4 separate regions of the Mus musculus genome follow, and all the other regions are linked to region 2. A link is a contact called in public promoter capture Hi-C data. All regions are on one chromosome and are shown on one strand. The core of a region is the stretch at or near the end of the contact, and the rest is flanking DNA. Distances in the headings are between cores, read along the strand shown.

What was found. Promoter capture Hi-C pulls out the DNA fragments that hold promoters and counts their contacts.
Region 1: a contact with region 2 is called in a promoter capture Hi-C map of liver, with 2.0 times the contacts expected there. The contact joins the promoter of Iqgap3 here to the promoter of Cks1b in region 2. A contact is called at or near these places in 1 of 39 promoter capture datasets (liver), 1 of 484 Hi-C or Micro-C datasets (B cells) and 1 of 115 datasets of contacts at active chromatin or transcription factors (microglia).
Region 3: a contact with region 2 is called in a promoter capture Hi-C map of pre-B cells, with 3 times the contacts expected there. The contact joins the promoter of Snapin here to the promoter of Cks1b in region 2. A contact is called at or near these places in 3 of 39 promoter capture datasets (erythroid cells, neutrophils and pre-B cells).
Region 4: a contact with region 2 is called in a promoter capture Hi-C map of second pharyngeal arch cranial neural crest. The contact joins the promoter of Ints3 here to the promoter of Cks1b in region 2. A contact is called at or near these places in 4 of 39 promoter capture datasets (cranial neural crest, liver and second pharyngeal arch cranial neural crest).

Annotation. Positions count from the first base shown.
Region 1 is chr3:88,080,140-88,083,603 of GRCm38.p6, forward strand. Iqgap3 (IQ motif containing GTPase activating protein 3) reads left to right here and starts at 1,912. Exons shown (of 38, transcript NM_001033484.1): 1 at 1,912-1,953. The coding sequence starts at 1,917.
Region 2 is chr3:89,416,723-89,419,751 of GRCm38.p6, forward strand. It overlaps Cks1b (CDC28 protein kinase 1b), which reads right to left and starts at 1,569. Exons shown (of 3, transcript NM_016904.1): 1 at 1,433-1,569. The coding sequence starts at 1,491. It also overlaps a transcript of Shc1 not described here.
Region 3 is chr3:90,489,526-90,492,956 of GRCm38.p6, forward strand. Snapin (SNAP-associated protein) reads right to left here and starts at 1,488. Exons shown (of 4, transcript NM_133854.3): 1 at 1,307-1,488; 2 at 1,023-1,069; 3 at 629-747; 4 at 1-68. The coding sequence starts at 1,449.
Region 4 is chr3:90,432,217-90,435,654 of GRCm38.p6, forward strand. It overlaps Ints3 (integrator complex subunit 3), which reads right to left and starts at 1,420. Exons shown (of 30, transcript NM_145540.3): 1 at 588-1,420. The coding sequence starts at 734.

The DNA of each region.
Region 1 (3,464 bases), core at 662-3,161, 1.3 Mb before region 2:
CATTAATAGCTGATTTCAGTACCCTTCTTGTGTCATCTGGACAAAAAATAAACAGAAACACAATTCATTGACATCATACATCTAATGGACTTAACAGACATCTACAGAACATTCCACTCAGCCAGGCATGGAAACTTTTCTAAAGTAGACCATATCTGGGACACAAAACAGGTCTTTATATATTCAGGAAGATGGAAATAACTCCTTATATCCTATCAGAACACAATGCAATAAAACTTGAAATTGACACCAAAAATTTCTAGTCAATATGCAAACTCATGGAGATTTAACAACTCATCACTGGAGTTAATGAAGAAATCAATCAATCAATCAATCTCCCTGTAACTAAACCAAGGACACCTCTGGCACACATGGAAAGCAGCCCTACAGGGGGAATCTATAAGATGCCTGTATTAAAGGATCAGAAAGAATGGCTCCAGAAGTTAGAGAGACAAGAGGAGCTAAATAAAGAATCCAAGGCCAGATGGATTCACAGACGAATTCTACCAGACACTCAAAGAGGATCTATAGCCAGTCCTTCACTATTACAAAAAAGAAAAAAGAAAAAAAAAGAGCTTGCCTGTGAGAGATTATCTTGGCCATGTTAATTGATTAGGTAGACCCTTTTTAATTGTGGGTGGGGCCATTCCCTGGACAGGGGACCCTGGAGTATACAAAATGGAGAAAAGGAGCAATTTCATATATGTGTATAAAGTGTTGTCATATTTATTCCTCATATTGTGTCATTTGAAATATTTCTGTATAGAAGGAATATTATCTCTATAAATAATCTTCACATTGACTTTGTTAGTTGTGTAGGAAGTCTTTTGTTTGTTGTTTGTTTTTCAAGACCCTGTTTCTCTGTGTAGCCCTGACTGTCCTGAAACTTGCTCTGTGGACCAGAGTTGGCCTCAAACTCACAGAGATCTTCCTGCCTCTGCCTCCCCTAGTATTAAAAGAATGTGCCACTCCAGGAGAAGTTTTTTTTTTTTTTCTTTTAAAGATTTATTTATTTATTTATTTATTTATTATATGTAAGTACATTGTAGCTGCCTTCAGACACACCAGAAGAGGGCATCAGATCTCATTATGGATGGTTGTGAGCCACCATGTGGTTGGTGGCTCAGAAGAGCAGTCAGTGCTCTTAACTGCTGAGCCATCTCTCTTTTTTTTTAAAATGACTTATTTAGTTACTTTTATTTTATGTGCATTGGTGTTTTGCCTGCATGTATGTTTGTGTGAGGATGTCGGACCCCCTGAGGCTGTAGTTGGGACAGTTGTAAGCTATTATATGGATGCGGGGAATTGAACCCGAATTCTCTGGAAAAGCAGCCCGTGGTCTTAACCGCTGATCCATCTCTCCAGCCCCAACCCTTAGCTGGCGATTTCAACCAGACTCCATGGTGGCGGGACCTCCTTTCCCTTCCCACACCCTTTTAATTAATCTGTTTTTCTGTCCTGCTCAAGATCAGCTGAAGCCTTCACTAGGAAGGTCTCTGCCTCCACTGCAGTGGATCTTTCCCTCTGTGCGGCATAGACCTCCAAGCTTTTGACTGTGCTATCTGTTGTTGCTGTAACAGCACTAGTCTAGAACATGTATATCCCTGCATTTGTCATCTAGTTCAGAGTAAAACACCAAATAGCACACAGGGAGGCCCAGGAATTCTATAGGAAGTAGGACAGGTTAGTGAAAGGAAGGGCAGCTGCAAGGACTATTTGTTAAAAAGCCAGATGAGCAGCGGGGCCTTAGAGAAAGCAAATCAAGAAACTGACCTAAGCTAGCTCACGATCTCTAAGAGGAACTACAAAACCCAGGGTTCCCTGCGGCACGAACGGGAAGCGTCCCATCCCGGCGTGACCGCAGTGAGGGGTGGTGTCCCAGCGGCGGGAGATTCAAAACTGGCAGGAGAAGGAACATGGAGCCGTGCGCGGCAGGCCGAGCTCGGACAGCCTGTGAGTGCGGGAAGGATCTGAGGGTGGAGCGGGGTGCTGCTGGCGGGGCTTGGTTTTCGCGGGATTGGCTGCCCGGAGCACTGCTCCCCCGGGAATTCGCCGAAGTGTGCTCCAGGTAACTGAGCTGCAAACCCTTCAAAGGGCGCACTCCCTTTTTCCCAGTTTCTGGGGCTCCAGGGTGGAGGAGTCTAGATGATCTAAATGGCCCCTTAAAACTCAGCAGTTACTGTATTTGCCAAAAAGTGCCACGGGACGGGATTCCGCATTGAGACGCTGCCTCCCAAATGACTTGACGCCTGATCACCTGGACGCTTTTTTAAAATGCAGAACCCGGAGGGCCGGTTTGGCAGCGCACTCCAGTAATTCCAACAGTTGCAAAGTGGAGGCCGAAGGTCAAAAGTTCATGGTCATTGTTAGCTACATAGTATAGAGAGGACAGCCTGGGCTACCTGAAACATGGTAACTCGGGCTGAGAAAAACTCGGGTTGGTGGGGAGGGTGGAAAGGATTCCACCTGACCATCTGAATGAAAAACAATGTCCATCCACCTCATGAAGGAACGGAAGCTCCAGGAAACCTGTTTGTTTGTTTGTTTGTTTGTTTTTGAGACACTCTGGTATGTGGGCGTGTGTGCAGGCAGGAGGCTAGCGCCTCCCTTGCTCAAGGCCCCTCCCATTCCACCTCGCTGAGTTCCCAATTCATAACTCTGAGGTGATGTCACTCACTTACTGGTTTATTTTCCATGCTTCAACAACCAACTCTTGTTCCTTTGTAAACTCCCTCAGAGCAATCAGGGGATTTTTCTGCTGTTGGCCAGCACTTTCAAATCTGTATTTGGAAGCGTGTGTCTGTTGAACTGCCAATTCAAATAAGCCCAGCCCTTCCTGAAGTCATACTGCAGGATATCCAAGATGAGGAAATGGGATAAGGAATAAAAATGACTGGAGTGCCCAGTCAAAGACAGAGAGACCATGCTGTCTCTTGCGTATTCTCTGAGCTCGGTTGTTCGTTGCTCCTGTGCGCAGCTGTCCCGTGTTTATGTTTATAGTGTGTTCCCCATGAAAAACATAGAGAGGTAGTAAGACTGTGGCTAAGGCAAAATAGGAGTACTCCGTAGCCCAGAAAGGTCTGGCATGAATGAATGACTGCGCTAATGGTTGATGATGTCAGCCATGCTCCCAAGGATGACAGTGAAGGGGGTTCATGAGAAAGATGGGAAGATGACTGGCTGCATAGGAGACAAGGAAATGTCTCTGGTACAGAAGGCTGCAGGATGCTCCCTGATAATGGGTACACTGGGAAGAACTGGGGCACGGAGAGGGTTTCTGTGCTCTGAGGGGACTGCTGAGGGAATATGTTCAGAGCTGAGGTCCCTGTCTTGGTTTTTGGTTTTTTTATGATCCATTTTTATTTATTTTTTATTTTTTGGTTTTTCGAGACAGGGTTTCTCTGTGTAGTCCTGGAACTCACTCTGTAGACCAGGCTGGCCTCAAATTCTTGTCTCTGAAGATT
Region 2 (3,029 bases), core at 319-2,818:
AAACCAAACAACCACAACCACAACGAAACAACAACAAACAAAAACAAGAAAGAAAGCAAAACCAAAATAAAAACACCATGGGTTTTCACCACTTTCATAAGAGTTATTAAAACCACAAATGAGCAATTTGATGTGTGACTCCTGGGTATGAGATACTGACGATATTTGTTTCTCCTTTGATCACAGGCCTCACAGGCCTCTAGCTGGTTACCTACTCTAGGACTGTGTGGAAAGGCCTTTTACGGAACAGGTATGAAGACAAACATGCAAATGTTCATACTTCTAAGGGATGTGCTATGATACTTGGAAAATCCCAAGCTTTCCCAAACATAAGTTTATGGCAAAAAATTACCTGACTTGACTCAGGCTACCCCAAGTAGATTTACTTTATCATGCTCAGTGAAGATGTACTAAATGCTTCTTCCTTTGTGATAATAACAAGAGCCCCACCCCATTGTTGTCCAAATGTCAGAAAAGAGCTTCCATTCTAACTGTGACTTCGATACACAGAACCAAAAAAAAAAAAAAAAAAAGAAAAAAAAGAAAAAAAAGAAAAAAAAAAAAGAAACCCAAACAAACCCCTCCTTTAAACAAAAATGCCAAGGCTAAGCTGGAGTTACAGCTTCCCAGAGATGAAGCCACTCATTTCTCCAGCCATGCAAATGCTGTAAGTGTAACATTGTTACAGACGTGGAAAACAGCTGAGTACTTTACACTTGAGACAAGGTTCCATCTGTAGTGTGATCTGGGCTGGACCCTATGACAATCCTGCAGCCTCAGCTTCCAGAATGCTGAGATTAAAGATGTGAGCTACCGTACCAGCTTATCTTGCACCTTAACAGAAAACACTTGAAACCTCTATGCGCGCCATGAATGATCAAGTATTTGAAAGGTATCTACCCACGGCCACAGTCTTCATGCCACTCCAAGTCCTGTAAAAGCCTATCTAAAACAAGGCTGACAACTACTCATCTTTTTTATAAACTAAAAACCACCAACACTGAGGCTCTCTTAGAACCGTCCTTTCATCAAGAGCATGAAACTTTCAGTTCTGCACGGGCTACCTTCTTTCTCCCAGCAGACTTTGAGATTTCAGTAACGCGAGCAGTTCCTATTAGGGAAATCGCCACAACAAAGTTGCTTTAGTGATGTGAATTCCCAGAGGTAAAACTGATCAGAGCTACAAGACGCTTCAATTTAACAGCCGGCCAACTCTAAGTTCCCTTTCATTGTTTTACATCCTCCGTCCACCTTTTGCGCATGTGCTTTGCTGCTGTACCCAATCCCACCCCCACCCCACTCCCCGGTAATTCCTTGCGCACGCGCCCGTTCTACACTGTCCCCCGCCCCCATCCCCCGCCTCCCACTCCGGCCTAGGTAACTAACTCCTCGCGTGCTCTCTTTTGTCTGTAGTCCCCGCGCCGGCACTAACCGGTATTCGAACTCCTCGTCGTCGTATTTGTCCGAATAGTAGATTTGTTTGTGGGACATGATTGCTCTGTCCGAGGGCGCTCAGCCCCGCGCCGCAGGCCTCCAGACAACTCCCAGCAGCACGCGCTCCCACCCTCTTTGGCCTCGCTTTCAAACACACCGCCCGCACTTCCTATTGGTCTCTGCGGCCGAAGGCGGGACAGCTCCATTTTGAAGTCCTCGATTGGCTTGCTTTGGCGTCTCTTCAAGTCGTAAATGGAGTGCTGTGCTCAGGTTTCTGAAGAATGAGCTGGGTCAAACTAGGATTCTCATTGGCTCTCACTGCGCCCCTTGAGCCTGCTGGCGCAGCCATTGGCCAACTTTGGAAAGCAGACGGGTAAAGGAGGGACAGCGAGGTAGGGGGTCAGGGGTTAGTGAGGCCGGAAGTGAGTGTAATAAAGTTTGTCTGGGGAGGCCCAGGCTGGGGTGAAAGTTGGGGCGGTGACTTAAGCAGACAGTTGCGTGATCCGGAACCAGATCGGCCCGCGGTGCGGTGCGGAGACTCCATGAGACCCTGGTAAGTCTAGACTTTCTTTCTGTGGCGACCAACTCCTCTTCCACCCCGGAACCCCTCTCCCAGGACCCTACTTCCGGTCTTGCTGTATAAGTCCCGCCCCCGAGACCCCTCTCCGGAAGTCCCACCTTCCTACTTCAAGGGGCTCCCTGAACCCCGACTTGTCTCTTATGATCGCGACCACACCCTGTGGTCTTACTTTCCTGGGAATCGCACCCCCAGACGTGTTTCCCAGCACCATATGATTAGTCTTCCTTGTTCTCTCTCTGAGTCTGCCTCTTCAGGATTCTCGGTTGAACCCAGTCTATCCATTGCCTGGCTTCCAAAAGAGGGAAAACCGTGCTTTTGAAAGACCGATGTGACTTTGTAGAAGTGACGCCTCTTTGGGACCCCGCCCCTTTGGGACCCGCCCCTTCCACTGTCCACGTCCGATCCTGGGAATGTGCCGTACTCCCTGTTTAGGGACCTTGTCCCCTCAGGATTCTCCTTCCTCTTGGGCTTGGGTCAGTGCCGCAAAACCCAGGTCTTAAATGCCTGACGTTTCATCCGCTTCTATATCCCTCTCCTTGTTTTAAGCTTTGGGCTTAATTCTCCTGAGCTCTGGTGCTCCATAAGGTGGGGGGTTGAAATTTGTGGTTGTAAGGAGTGAGCTTATTAGCAGCGTCGCCCCTCTCCCCTCTTCGCCCACCCCCGTAACCTTCGAGAGTGAATTAAGTCGAAGGGACTGAATTTCGTTTACAGCTGGAGAGTGGATGAAGGAAAGGAGACTCTTGACTCCTTTGAGACCCCATCCCAAAGACAGCCATAGATGGCACCTTCCCATGCCTGGATTGGACTAAGCATTGGTTTGTGTGAGCCTAACGGGAGTCAAAGTTTTCCTGCTGTCAAAAGAAAAACTGTTTTGGAGACAGGAGTAGAGGTTCTCGTCCTTTCCGCTGTTTTTACAAGACCCCTCCCCCTATCCAGATATTCTAGTTTGGCATTCATCCTGGCCCCACTTGCCTAACCTTCCCTGCTGGAAACATTCCTGAGGCTTTCGCCATTT
Region 3 (3,431 bases), core at 238-2,737, 1.1 Mb after region 2:
GAATCCAGCATAGCTCTCCTGCGAGCTGTTTCCTTGGCCACGCTGTGGTTTAACCGCCTTAGTCGTTCCTGTAAGACAGGAAGATGGGGAATCTAATGACTGCTGTAAAAGGTTTTAACTGAGTCCCCTCTGCCCCTGTCCCCAGACTGTTTTTTCTCTGTGTAGCCCTGGAACTTGCTCTGTAGACCAGGATGGCCTCAAACTCAGAAATTTGCCTGCTTATATGTCCAGCTGGCTTTGGCTCTTTTCAAGCCAGCCCTTTACGTTAAAATGGACTTGTAAATGACAGCCACTAGAAGTTAAGAATTAGAAGTTAAGAATTGGCACTTGTCTAGTTTGAGGCCTAGTAATGGGGTGAGGGGAATATGGGCCTTTATTATCAGATTAGTTAACACCACTCTTTTCCCCCATAGTTGCTTCACAGTGTTGAAGACATAAAGCAGGATAAACAAGAAGAAATTTTTTTGAAAGAGGGTCATGCTATGTAGCCCTAGCTGATTTGATAGTCCAGGCTCTGCTCAAAGTTCAAGCCATCCTTCTTGCCTTAGCCTACCAAATGCTGAAACTACAGCATGTACCACCATGCACTGCTGGGATTATTATTATTATTACTATTTTATTATTTTACCTGTGCATTCTGTAAAATATTGTTGACCAAGACAACTCGTCGCCTGGCATTAAGCAGCTTCTTAACATAGGGGTCCAGATCCAGGGCCACTTTCTGATCCTCATTGATCCGGCACAGTTCTGGGAAGAGGAAATGGGCAACCAACATCTAATGGCTCATTTTTTGTTCTTAGGGAATGGAAGAGAGGAATGGGATGAAAAATACTCTTGCAGTCTTGTGTGGGCCACAGACACCTTCCCTTCTTCCATTCTGTCCTAAAATATCCCCAGAAATTGGAGTCCTTGGGTAGTTCTGATATTGAGAAGCAAGTGACAGAAACTTAGCCTAAAACCTGGGGAAACAAAGTTCCCGAAAGTGAGATCAGGGATTCTAGGTATCCTGGCTGCTCACTCACCTGTAGCTAGGTTGTCAATTTGTTCCCGGAGCTCTACTTGGCTTTCTCTGCAAAGTGGTACAAAAGTCTACAACGGTCAGTGACTGGGACGCGGGAAACGAATTCTACTTATTCCCCAAATACTGAGACAAGCCAACCTCAACTTCAAGGCCTCACCCAGGCCCTTCCGCCTATTTACCCAGTCTCAACATCAGTGTCTCAAGAATGTATCTAGTATTTCTTCGGGGCCCCGCCCCTACAAAGCCAGTTCCCTAGGCCCCGCCCCCAGCAACCCGGTCCTGCACCTGACCGCGTGCACGTGAGAGTCGAGCTGCTGCACCGCGGGTCGCAGGAACTCCAGGAGCCCCTCGGCAAAGAGGTCGCGGCCTGTGGGCCCCGCCACTGGGGTCCCGGCCCCTGACACAGCAGCGGAACCAGCCGCGGCCATCGCGAACTGCCCTGACGCCCTCAGCCTGCCGCGAGGGTCGCCGGGAACTCCAGACCGCCGCTGTGCACCGCGAGAGGGCGCTTAGATATACAGCCCAGACGGCAGTGGGATAGCTGGGAAATGGAGTCCTCAGTGAGCCCCGGCAAGCGGGCCGGGACCAGAGCCTCTTCTTCCATGGGCCTGTAGGGGGCGGATCTAGACTTCTGGAGATAGATTGCCCTGTAACTATGTAAACCAGGCTGATCTTTTCTTTCTTTCTTTCTTTCTTTCTTTCTTTCTTTCTTTCTTTCTTTCTTTCTTTCTTTCTTTCTTTCTTTCTTTCTTTCTTTCTTTCTTTTCTTTCTTCCTTCCTTCCTTCCTTCCTTCCTTTCTTTCTTTCCTTTCTCTCTCTCTTTCCTCCTCCTCCTCCTCTTCTACTTCTTCTTCCTCTTCTTCCTCTTCCTTCTTTCCTTTTTAAAAAAGATTTATCATATGTAAGTACATTGTAGCTGTCTTCAGACTCGCCAGAAGAGGGCATCAGATCTCATTACAGCTGGTTGTGAGCCACCATGTGGTTGTTGGGATTTGAAGGTTGCTGTGTTTTGAACTCAGGAGCAGTTAGTACTCCTAACCGCTGAGCCATCTAAGTGCTATTGTCCATAGCCTTCTCCATGGGAATTGATGAGAAAGCCATGTAATATTCATGTTAAGGGTTCTTTCTTTTCTCTCTCTTCCTCTCTCCCACTCCCTCTTTTTTTTTTTTTTTTTTTTTTTTTGCCCTCTCCCCATCTATCTCCCTCTCCCTCTTTCTTGCAGACAGGATTTCTTTGTGTGGCCCTGGCTGTCCTGGAACTCACTCTGGCTGCCCTTGAACTCCAGTGCTGGGATTAAAGGTGTATCCCACCACTGCCCTCGAGTTTTATTTCTAAAGATTTGCTATTTTTGTTAGAGAAAGTCCTGCCGTGTTACCAAGGCTAGCCTTGAGCTCACAAGCTCTGTTTTTTTTTTTCCATTTTTTATTAGGTATTTAGCTCATTTACATTTCCAATGCTATACCAAAAGTCCCCCATAGCCACCCACCCCCACTCCCCTACCCACCCACTCCCCCTTTTTGGCCCTGGCGTTCCCCTGTACTGGGGCATATAAAGTTTGTTTGTCCAATGGGCCTCTCTTTCCAGTGATGGCCGACTAGGCCATCTTTTGATACATATGCAGCTAGAGTCAAGAGCTCCGGGGTACTGGTTAGTTCATAATGTTGTTCCACCTATAGGGTTGCAGATCCCTTTAGCTCCTTGGCTACTTTCTCTAGCTCCTCCATTGGGAGCCCTGTGATCTATCCATTAGCTGACTGTGAGCATCCACTTCTGTGTTTGCTAGGCCCCGGCATAGTCTCACAAGAGACAGCTACATCTGGGTCCTTTCGATAAAATCTTGCTAGTGTATGCAATGGTGTCAGCGTTTGGATGCTGATTATGGGGTGGATCCCTGGATATGGCAGTCTCTACATGGTCCAACCTTTCATCTCAGCTCCAAACTTTGTCTCTGTAACTCCTTCCATGGGTGTTTTGTTCCCAATTCTAAGGAGGGGCATAGTGTACAAGCTCTGTTTTAAGTCTTTCAAGTGCTGGAGTTACAGGTCTGTGCCACCATGACAGGATTTAAAGTTAAGGGTTTTTTGTTTTGCTGAAATTTTTGAGGGGGGCTTGAAACCAGGGCCTTGTGATTGCTAGACAAATGTTCTGCTGAGCTATAGTCCTACTGTACCTTCCCTCTACCCCCACCTCACTTTTTGAGATAAGGTTTCACTAAATTGCCAGATTGGACTTGAATTTGCTTTGTAGTACACACAGGCCTTGACTATGTATGTGATCCTCCTGCCTCAGGTTCAGGCTTATACCAGCTTTAGCTTCTAAAGTTGTTTTTGATTTGTTTTTCAGTTTTATTTTGTGTGTGTTCATGTGTGTGTGGAAACCTTTGCCATGGCATATGGGTAGAGGTCAGAG
Region 4 (3,438 bases), core at 170-2,669, 1.0 Mb after region 2:
AAAGCAGTCCCCTATATACTGGCTCACCCCACTGCTATGACTGATATTACCAAACTAGATACTACTTACTTGTAAGTCTTCACTCACTCTATAAATGCTCGGTTAAAATCACTGACAAGTGTCTGTATCCACACACAGTCAATGATACCATCTAAGAAGAGGGGCCAAGTCTGTAGGAAGTTGCCAATCCTCAGACACCTGCCTGTAAACACATATATACTTTTCAACTTAACACTCTCAAATAGGGTGGATATTTTAGATAGCTATTGGTGTGTATGTGGGAAGAAATGAAAATAACTTTGGTCAGTACTGATGCTACATCCCTTCTGTAACCAACACCCCTCACACCCATTTTCTTAATAGCGGCAGCTGTTACTAGGGCAACCTGTCCAGGAAATTGACCCACACTTCTTCCTCCAGAAGCAGGAAGCAAGAGCAATGTTTCTGCCTTACAAAAAAAAAATAATAATAATAATAAATAAATAAAATAAACTTGAAGGCCTTTTCTCCCCACCCCCACCCCATATGCGATCCAGCATCCCTCCTCAACCCAATTCCTTACTCCCTTCCCCACCCCCCACACCTACCTCCTCTAACTCATCCTTGGCATCCAAACTGGTTGAAAGTAGCAGCCTCCCCCCTCCTGGGGCTCCTGCTCCCGCTCCTCCTCCTCCACCTCCCGCTGCTCCTGATGCAGCAGCTGCTACGGTCCCCTTTCCCTTCTGTAACTCCATGGCTGCAGCCAAGAGACCAGAAGAGGTCAAGGGAGTAGACGGGTGTTAAGTCCTAGAAATGGAGAACTCTGGCTTGCCAAGGACGAGGAGCAAGAGGAACAAGTGGGAGGGAGGCCGACAGGCCTGGCTTTCCGCACTCTTGCCTCCTCTCCTGCGGAGGGGGAAGGCGCGGGTTCTCTAGATGCTCCCTCAGGAGTGGCCGGGCTGGGGCAAAGCTTTTGCGCAGAAGTATGGTAGACTAAGGGTCTTGTGTCCTGCAGGGAGATAGGCAAGGCTGCCACCCTTGCAGAAGTGGAGGGGGAAACCCTCTGGCTTCTTATCCTGAAAGGAGGGGAAACCCTAAGTTTCTGCCTCTCGAGGCGTGGGAAGGAGTCCTGGCCCTGAATTGGGAGTGGGAAACCTTCCCGGCGGGATTGGGAAACGCGGTTCCTTGGAATCCGGCCCCTAGCGGGTGAGGATGCAGCAGGAGCGCTATGGGAGGACCAGCTTCTCCCCACACCACACAGAGGCGGCCATGGTGGAAGGGCGGGGGAGGCTGAGAGTGCCCGAGCGGGCAGAGTCGTCGCCGGCGCCGGAAGTGAGCAGTCGCGGTCCCGGGCGTCCGCCAATAGCGGCTTCCGCGGTGGCGCCAGGTCTCTAAGGAGTAAGCCGACGACGGCGGACTGGCCTTTTCCCGGGCTGCCAATTGTAGGGAGAAGAATTGAGTCTGGTCTGACGGGCAACAAGTGTGCCCAATCGCATCCTTCCTCTGCATCTGGAGGCGGGACGGGAGGTACGGAGTGGGTGCTACTGCTGGGCGATCCGGAAAAAGCCGGGCTGCGCCTGCGCGCGCCAACACGCATGCGCGACGTTTCCCTCTTGCTCCACTCCCTACAGGTGTTCGGAACGTTGTCCTTGGGTAGTAGGCTGGGAGGATGGAAACCTAGCCCATAAGTGTCTATTCAGGAAAAGGAGCTGCCGAGTCCCAACCCCTACGCAGTCGCGTAGCAAACGCCCTCAGGGTCTGAAGCTACTTCCTGAACTAAAAATGCTACACGCGGCCGATTGTATGAGCTCTTGGGTGTGCAATTATTAGTAACAATTTGAAAACAAAAAAAGTGCATTGATTCTCTAGTGCAAACCAAATAGTTAGAATCGTACCAGCACTCGCTTTAACACAGTTTACTAAGTGATGGGACCTCGTCTTTTGAGACTCTGGGACTGACAAATGTCACTGAAGCCTATTGTATTTACACACACACAATCCATTGAGAGTTGTGGTTTGTTGTGATCATAGTAGGGCTTGATTGTATGAGAGTTCTTTTACCGTGCGTCTCTCAACAGAACTTTTCATTTTTAGGCGTATGAGCCTATTGCTGTCCACAGCTCTAAGGTGGGTGTGGTAATATATGCCTGCCATCCTAATACGTGGGAAGCTGGCCCATCAAATTCATGTTCCCCTTCCGTCCCCCATTTGTAGATATAGGCCTATTTTCCTGCACTATCCATTTTCAAGGCCAGTGGGCAGGTAAATTGTTAACAATGTCCTTGGAAGAATTCCAAGTTCCATAGCTACTGTTTTGGGAGTGAAGCACTCTTGAACCCAAGCTGGCCTCACTTTTGTGGCATTCTTTCTGCCTCCCAGGGACTTCTGTATCCTAATTACAAATAAAATAAGACCCGGACTGGCCGATCTCCAAATACACTTCTGGCATTCTACAATCCTCCTGAGTAAGCTTTGAATAACTTCTAGGTAAAGGACTGATTCAGCCTCGGAACTACAAACAAGTCATTACAATAGCTTAATATAACCGGGACACATGTATTGGATGGAAAGAAGAAAAAGAAAGGGCCGGGCGTGGTGGTGCACGCCTTTAATCCCAGCACTCGGGAGGCAGAGGCAGGTGGATTTCTCAGTTCGAGGCCAGCCTGGTCTACAAAGTGAGTTCCAGGACAGCCAGGGCTACACAGAGAAACCCTGTCTCAAAAAAACAAAAAAAAAAAAAAAAAAAGAAAAAAGAAAAGAAGGAAGGAAAAAAGATGTATAATACTGAATATTCTTTCCATTTTTTTTTTTTTTTTGAAGTGTACTGGGTTTGTTTGTGGTACTGATGATTGAACTCAGGAATTCAAAATAGGTAAATGCCCTGCCAGGGAACTTCCATGTGCTTTTTTTAATTTTAAAAATTCATTTATTGTTTTTTGAGACACTTGTTCCTATGTAGGTAAGGATGACTTTCCTGATCCTCTCAAGAGTTAGGACTGCATGTGTGCACCACCACAATTGTGCTTTATAGCATCTTTAAATAAGCACTGTATAGTGTAGTGGGGGCTGGCGCTGGGGTGCTTGCCTTCCATCTGCAAAGCTGCATTCACTCAGGAAGTGGTGGCGCACGCCTTTAATCCCAGCACTTGGGAGGCAGAGGCAGGCAGATTTCTGAGTTCGAGGTCAGCCTGGTCCACAGAGTGAGTTCCAGGACAGCCAGGGCTACACAGAGTAGCCCTGTCTTGAAAAAAAAACAATAATAATAATAATAATAGTAATAATAATAATAATAAAGGAAGAGGAAGAAAGAGGAGTGAATTGCTGGAGAGATGGAACAATGTAAAAATTGTTTGTCCTGAAGTGCGAGGAGTGGACTTTGGGTTTCTAGAGCCTATATGTGTGTGTGTGTGTGTATATATATATATATATATATATATATATATATATATATATATAGTG